Linked DNA regions of Mus musculus: region 2 is linked to region 1. The links are chromatin contacts, called in public promoter capture Hi-C maps. All regions are on one chromosome and are shown on one strand. Each heading gives the region's core, a stretch centred on a gene start, on an enhancer-like site or on the middle of the called end of the contact. The rest is flanking DNA. Distances are from core to core; before and after follow the strand shown.

Region 1 (3,408 bases), core at 575-3,074:
GCTCGGGGTGCGAATAGAAACAGCTGGACAAACAGCTCCCAGCGGCTCCTGCGGGCTCACTTCCTCCTCCTCCTCCTCCCCCTGCTCCGGCAGCCGCGGCGGCCCCCCTCTTCCCCGTCCCCTCCCCCGGAGGATCCCCGTGCGTCCCCCCCCCACGCCCCCCCCCCACCCCGAACGCACTCCCAACTTTCCCAAGTGCGCGCGTGGCTCCGGCCGGACCTGCGTGCGAGGCGGCAGGAAGGGCGGGCGGGCGGCCAGGGAGCGAGAGAGCGAGAGAGAGCCGCAGCGCGCGCGCCCTTCGGCGGCGGCAGCCCCGCTTCTCCCGGCTCGCGGGGTTCCGCGGCTCGAGCGGTGGCGGCGCCGGCGGCCGCGGCCGGTGGCCCAAGGGCGAGCGTGTGAGCTAGCCGCGAGCTCAGGAGTCCGCGCCGGGGCCGTGACAGCATGTAAATGAGCCCCGAGGGGCAGGCGGAGGACGCGCTGCCGCCGCCGCCGCCGCCGCCGCCGCCTCTGCCACTCGCCGCCGCCTCCCCGGCCGGAGCTTGAGGGGGCCCCCTGGCGCGCGGAGTTCTCCTCCCTCCGCTCCCCACACCGCCCGCCCGCCCGCCGGCCGCTCACTCGCACGCCCGTGCTCCTGAGGAGCCCGCCTCAAGCGGCTCCCCCGCGACGCGCGCCTCAGCAGCGCTGGGTGGCTTTGGCGCTCACCGCCTGAATGGCCGGGACGTCCAGCAGCGCGCGCCTCCCGCTGTCGTCTGGTGTCCCCCGCGGAGCCGCTCGCTCCTCTCCTGTCCGGCCCTGGCCGGCCGGCGGCAGTTATCTGTCCGCCCGTCTCCCCGCCCCCACCGCGCCTGAGACTCACGCAGCGCCCCCGCCCCCTCACCGCACGGGGTCTCGAGGGCTCTCCCGAGTGGGCCAAAGGTCGCCGCCGGGGCCGCTGCCGCCACCGCCACCGCTCGCTGAGGGGGGTGTCCCCCGGAGCGCCGGCGTTCGCGGCCCTGTCGAGAGCCACCGAGTCAGCGGGCGGCCGTCCGAGAGCGGCCCTTTAAACCGCCGCCCGCCCGCCCCGCCATGCAGCCCGGCTTTTCTTTTTTTTTTTTTTTCCTTTTTTTTCTTTTTCTTTTTGGGAAGCGCCAAGAGACCCAAGTGTCGAGGCCTCGGCGGTGGCTGTGGCGGCGGCGGCGCCACCCCCCAGAAAGTGCCAGAAAACACAAGCACCTGAGAAATGCCCCAACTCCAAACTCCCAAGAACCGAGTCCCCAGCGGCCCGAGCCCGCTCCTCCTCACTTGTCACCTCCGCCCCCTCCTCTTGAGCTCTGTTTCGCTCCCCACCCCGGGTCTCAGCCCCGAGTCCCCTTCGACGCCATCACTCCCGGTCCCCCGCTGTCCGCGCTGCGGGCTCCCCCGGGCCTTGCCTCTCCTCCCTCGCCGCGCGTCTCCCGCTCTTCCCGCTATTTTGGGCACCGGGCGTCTTTTTCTAAGTTTCTTCCCATGTTGGGCCGGGTCACTCCTTACTTTCCCCCACCTTGTCCCCTTCCCGTGTGTCGCCGCGCCCCTCCATTTCTGGCCGGCCCTCGCCTCCATTTCTCCGTTCGCGCCTTGACCCCCTCCCCTCTTATTTCCCTCCTTGATTTCTCTCCCCGCACCTCACCTTAGCGCCCCTCTTTCTCCTCACTCAGCTTGGCTGCTCTCTCCATGCGCCCCGACCCCAGAAAGCTGTCCCCTCGCGTCCCAAAGCCCCCTACCTGCCACTTCAGGTAAACCGGCTCCGTCGACCCCTCGAGAGACTTGCCCAGCAGCCCGCACGCACGCAGAGTGAGAAGGGGAGTGATGCGTCTGTCCCGTAATGGCGGCGGAGGGATCTGGGAGAATAAACCCGGGGCGGAGGTATAGTGAAAGGGCACATATAGGGGCCAGCCTGGTGCCCTGGGGTGATGCCCCTGCTGTCTGAGCTGCGGGGACGCGCAAGGTGACCATGTAAGACAGCTTTTTTAGAATGTCTCAGAACTTAGAACATGTCGAATGCGGAGCATTTGAGCAGTTTTTGAGTCTTGGACAAATGAAAACCCGTTCACAATATTCAGGGGGTTTTTATATAAAACCCAAATAAATTTCTATTTATTCCTACTCCTTTACAACCCCCCTCCGCCCCCTTCATTTGCTTCATTCAAGAACCCAGGGCATTTGAAATACAGCAGTATATGCTGCCATCTTCTGCCCAAAACCTGAACTATTTTCTGTTCCCGTGTAAGGTTCCGCCGCTCAGCGGGACACTACAGGTGCCTCCTGGTGGAAGAATCCACTGGGACTCCAAGCCGGGGCAAGAGTTGCTCAGTTTTAAGAAAGCTGAAGTTCCAGTTGCCTGAACCCTGATAAATGTGACTTAAATACGTTTGAAATTTCCTAGACTACTGTGGCAGAGCGCACCCCAAGATCCCAGCTACTCGCAAAGCGGAAGCAGGCTTGTTTGTGTCAGGCCAGGCTGAACTAAACAGTGAGATTGTCTCAAAAAACACAAGCCACATAAAACGAGCCTTCAAGCCACCCCTGAAATTAATTAGGAGCAAAGTGCAGCCAACTAATTCCTGTTTCCCACTCTTTGCAACTGTTACATGAGGCCCAAAATATGGGTAACTGGGGAAGGCAGTACTCTGTGCTATAGTGGCTAGAGACCCCAAATCGTGCTGTATCTCCAGTTCCTGAGAGGATCCCAAGGCCCAGGATGAAAGAGGATTGTGGCTATTGCGTAAAGCACTATACCCGAGTATATATACATCCCCATAGACTATGAAACTTCTATTTTTTTCTCTTAAAAGCCCATCACGTCATTTTTCTTGTATTTCCTTCTTCTTTTTTTTTAAATGTTCTTGGATAAAAGCCAGAGGAGGTAGTAGAATATAAAATTTCATCTGCATTGTGTAGATTTATAGCCTTCTGAATTGTTTTTTAATTACAGTGTTTATTATTTTCCTTCTTGTTTATAATTATTTTATGTTAACTCTTATAATAAAATATATTAGTTCCATAAATGTTTATTTGCGTTTTGGGAACAGCTAGACCTTTTGCTTCTATGTTTGCCTGAGCCCTCTTATCTTTGTGTAACCTTGGGATGAGGCCCTGGTGGAAGTATTTTCTTCTTGACATTTGGCACCATTAAATTCAAGATTTTTGTCCCCTTGACATTTCCCTGTTGTGTAGTCCTTGCTCTCAAGAAGTATTGTTAATAATTCGGGACAGATTTGCCCAACATATCAAGACTGATCAAGAGCAAATAAAGTTGGGACACAGAAAAATCTAAATAGTACAGAGATAGAGTTCAGAGAGCCGCCATTTCTGTGCATACAAGTCCAGCCTGTGTTGACAGACTGCATACCTCGTGAGGGAAGGCTGACTGGACAGGGCCTCCTGGGCTCT
Region 2 (3,408 bases), core at 631-3,130, 360 kb after region 1:
CCCAGGAAAGGAGCCACAAGTGTCCACAGCCTTCCCTGTCAGTGTCCCCAGTCAGCCGTTCAACTTTATGAAAATTTCAAATACACATAAAATAGAGGAGATATGACAGCGATCACATGCCCTATTCCTTAGCCTTAACAACCAAAATCTTGCCATATTTACTTCTAGATTTTATTACTTGAATTTTCTTTTCAAACGTTTTATTTCCCTTTGAACTGTGTGCATGTGGATGGGTATGTGCGTGTGACCACATGGGCGTGGGGAGGCCAGATGCAATGAATCCCCCTGCAGCTGGAGTTACAGGAAGTTGGGAAAAAAGGAAGGTATGTGTTCCTAACCACTGGGCCACCTCTGCAGTCCTGCCGAGGTTTCTTTAAAACAGAATCCTAAAGGCCATGACTGTTCACCTCTAATTATTTCAGCACCTAAAAAATAAAATCACTTTTGTAAAACAAACAAGCACAAGATCATTATTGGACCTTTTAAAGTGACATTCCTTAACTCTTTGTCATGGTGGTAATGCAAACCTTCCAGAACTTGGGAGGCTGGACAGGAGGATCTTCATTGGAAGGACAGCCTGGATTACATAGGGAGATCATATCTTAAATAACAACAAAAAATTTACATAAAGTAAAAAAAATTATCCCACTTAAAACCAATAGTCTCCTATAAGCCCATTTCCAGGTGGTTTACATCTGGATGCAAATAAAGTCTATAAATTAATTGCATTTGGTTGTTGTATTTAACTTCTTAATCCTGATTAGCAGTCTCTTTTATGTCACTGACTCCTTATTTTTAGTGGATTAAGTCTTAATACACGTTATTAAATTTAAACCACATCACCAGACCATCACAAAAGCAAACGCGGTGAACATAGGGGAATTCTACTGTTGAGTAATAAAGGAAAATTCCAGGACAAAAAAAAGCAGTCTCTCCGATTTCTCTTCTAAAAGAGACAACATGGAAGTTCTGAAGTATGATGTACTGTCTTACTAATGTTTAACACTTGCCTCTCAACACAGAAGGCAACCTATGATTTGGAAAGTCACAATAAAAACCTGAGACTTAGTTGATCTGAACAGAAATACTTCCCAATGTCCATTCTCTTTTGTTTGCCACAGTTCACTCGCCCCACATGGAACCCCATTCTTTCTTCACAGTGTAAATCACCTCCCCTTCTATACAAAGCCCTTCCCAACTATTCCTATCATGTCTTCTCCTTCTATGTTCTGAAATGATGTAAACTTCTTTCTGGGGGATTTAAAATATGTAATAAGACATGTACCGTTATTTCATTTATGCCTGTTTTTTTCCGACTTGACTGAAATTCCCAGCTCCTCTCAAACTTCCTGACATACACACAAAGGGCATTTGGTTACTCGTGGGCCACTGACTGGGATTACAACTAAAGAAAAATCCACCTAACAAGCTTTTTTCACAGATCTCCATCGCGCTGTCTCTTAACTCTGGAAATTTCTGAGAAAAGCGGTGGGTGTTCTAGAAATATATGAAATTCAGCAAGCTTAGCTTCCCCTCCCCACCCTGTCCCAAAGTCTCTGAGGGGTTACAGTTGGACCAGGAGTCGTGTTTTAACCCAAGGCTACTAGAGGGAGGAGTGGGCGGGAGGAGCGCAGAAGTGGCCTCACACCAAGTTAGGACCCGGAAGCCATGTAGGGCTTCGTTGACACCCGCTGCTAGGCGACAAGCCCTCGGGCTGGTTTACCTGATCAGTTCTAGTAGCCAGAGATTTATCAGCCAAAATGCGCTCCTTCAACTCATCCAGCTTCCCACTGTAGGCCAGGTTACAGATCATTATGTTAGACACACACCCCTCCATTTCGCCTTCCCAAGACCTCCGTGAAACTCAAGCCCCGCCCACTCGCATTTCCTGTTCCGGCGACCAATCAAAGTACTAGAAATTCTCCAATCACTGATCTTTGTTTTCCTTGTAGCCCCGCCCATAGCCTGGAGCTTCTGGGAGTTGCAGTTTGAAAGCAGATCCAGGCCTGGAGGCGTCTTTGGAAGTCACTCAGTTCCGGGTCCTAGCAAAGTGGAACTACAAGTCCCAGAATCCTTAGAGAAAGCCGTAGTCAAGTTGCCGGTGGAATTGGCCCAGGATGACAGCTGGAGAATGGAGTCAGGTAATGGGAGCGGCTTCTGGTAGTACTGTGTGAAAAAGCTAGGGTGGGTGGTCTTTGGTGGGCCAGTAAGTTGGCCACATGAAATGAAAACTGTAGCAGCGCAAGAGAGTTCTGGGATCCTACAGATCTTGTCCCTCGGGGCCCTCACTTGCAGTGGCAGGCGGAAGGGACAGAGTTGGAGCAGAGTACTACCTCTGAGCTTGAACCATTGACTGTAGCTACCCTCCCCCTCCCTACCACTGTTTAAGGAGTGGAAAGAAGCACAGGCTAGTTACTCTGGCATTTCTCCGGAGTGGCATCAGAGTAAGGCTCTGCTACAACACAGGTTATACATTACACCATACAGAGGTGATGTGCCAGAATGATGCTAAAGACAGGGTGTGATGCCATAGGAGCCACTAGATACCTAAGAGACCTCAGTGAGTAACAGCGGTCACCTTAGGGATATCAGGGTATATGATGTTGTCACTTTAATAACATGGTAATGGCAATTACCATCGAGACTTTGCTAGATTGCTAAGCTAACAATGTGGATTTTTTTTTAAAGGTGAATTTCCAAATAGTGCTGCAGCAGAAGAGATGCAAGGCTTATCTTTTATAGAAAATATCAAAAAAGACATTAGAAAAATGTTAAAGATATATTTTTTAAAGTGACTGATGAAGTTTGTCTCCTTTGTTATGGTATAGAACAGGGCTTAGCAAACTTTTTATATAACGCCAGATCATAGTTATTTTAAGCTTTGCAGGACAGATGATAAAACCAACTCGAGAACACAAGTTATGACAAATGTTAATTGATGAAATTCGGGATATAATAATAGTGGAGTATGTGTTTATATAATGCTTTTAGCTTTTTAAAATTTTGTGTGAGTGTGTTTTCTGCCTGCATGTGTGTCTGTACACCGTGTGAATGTTGGATCCTCTGAGATCTGAGTTAGACAGTGTGAGTTGCCATGTGTGTACTGAGAATTGAACTCAGGTCTTCTGGAAGAGCAACCAGTGCTCTTAAACCCTGAGCCATCTTTCCAGACCCCAGTGAAATTTATTTTTAACACAGAAATACTAAGAGAACGGAATTCTTTGAGGGAAGTACTGTTTGCTTAGCTGATGTTTAAAGTTGCTATTTTCTATCATTAAAATTTATTCCAAATGTTCTTTTTAATCTTTAGAAAACTCTTTGAAAATATGTTTTCATGCAGTAAGTTATGTCCAAATATTGATAATCCAGGAACATATTCTTTTAAATACTAATTATTTTATTGCATCT

What was found. Promoter capture Hi-C pulls out the DNA fragments that hold promoters and counts their contacts.
Region 2: a contact with region 1 is called in a promoter capture Hi-C map of neutrophils. The contact joins the promoter of Psmd10 here to the promoter of Tsc22d3 in region 1. A contact is called at or near these places in 3 of 39 promoter capture datasets (neural stem cells, neutrophils and pre-B cells), 1 of 484 Hi-C or Micro-C datasets (embryonic stem cells) and 1 of 115 datasets of contacts at active chromatin or transcription factors (astrocytes).

What each region holds. Positions count from the first base shown.
Region 1 is chrX:140,598,698-140,602,105 of GRCm38.p6, forward strand. Tsc22d3 (TSC22 domain family, member 3) reads right to left here and starts at 1,825. Exons shown (of 4, transcript NM_001077364.1): 1 at 1,740-1,825.
Region 2 is chrX:140,954,831-140,958,238 of GRCm38.p6, forward strand. Psmd10 (proteasome (prosome, macropain) 26S subunit, non-ATPase, 10) reads right to left here and starts at 1,881. Exons shown (of 5, transcript NM_016883.4): 1 at 1,724-1,881. The coding sequence starts at 1,837. It overlaps Atg4a (autophagy related 4A, cysteine peptidase), which reads left to right and starts at 2,077. Exons shown (of 13, transcript NM_174875.5): 1 at 2,077-2,141. The coding sequence starts at 2,132.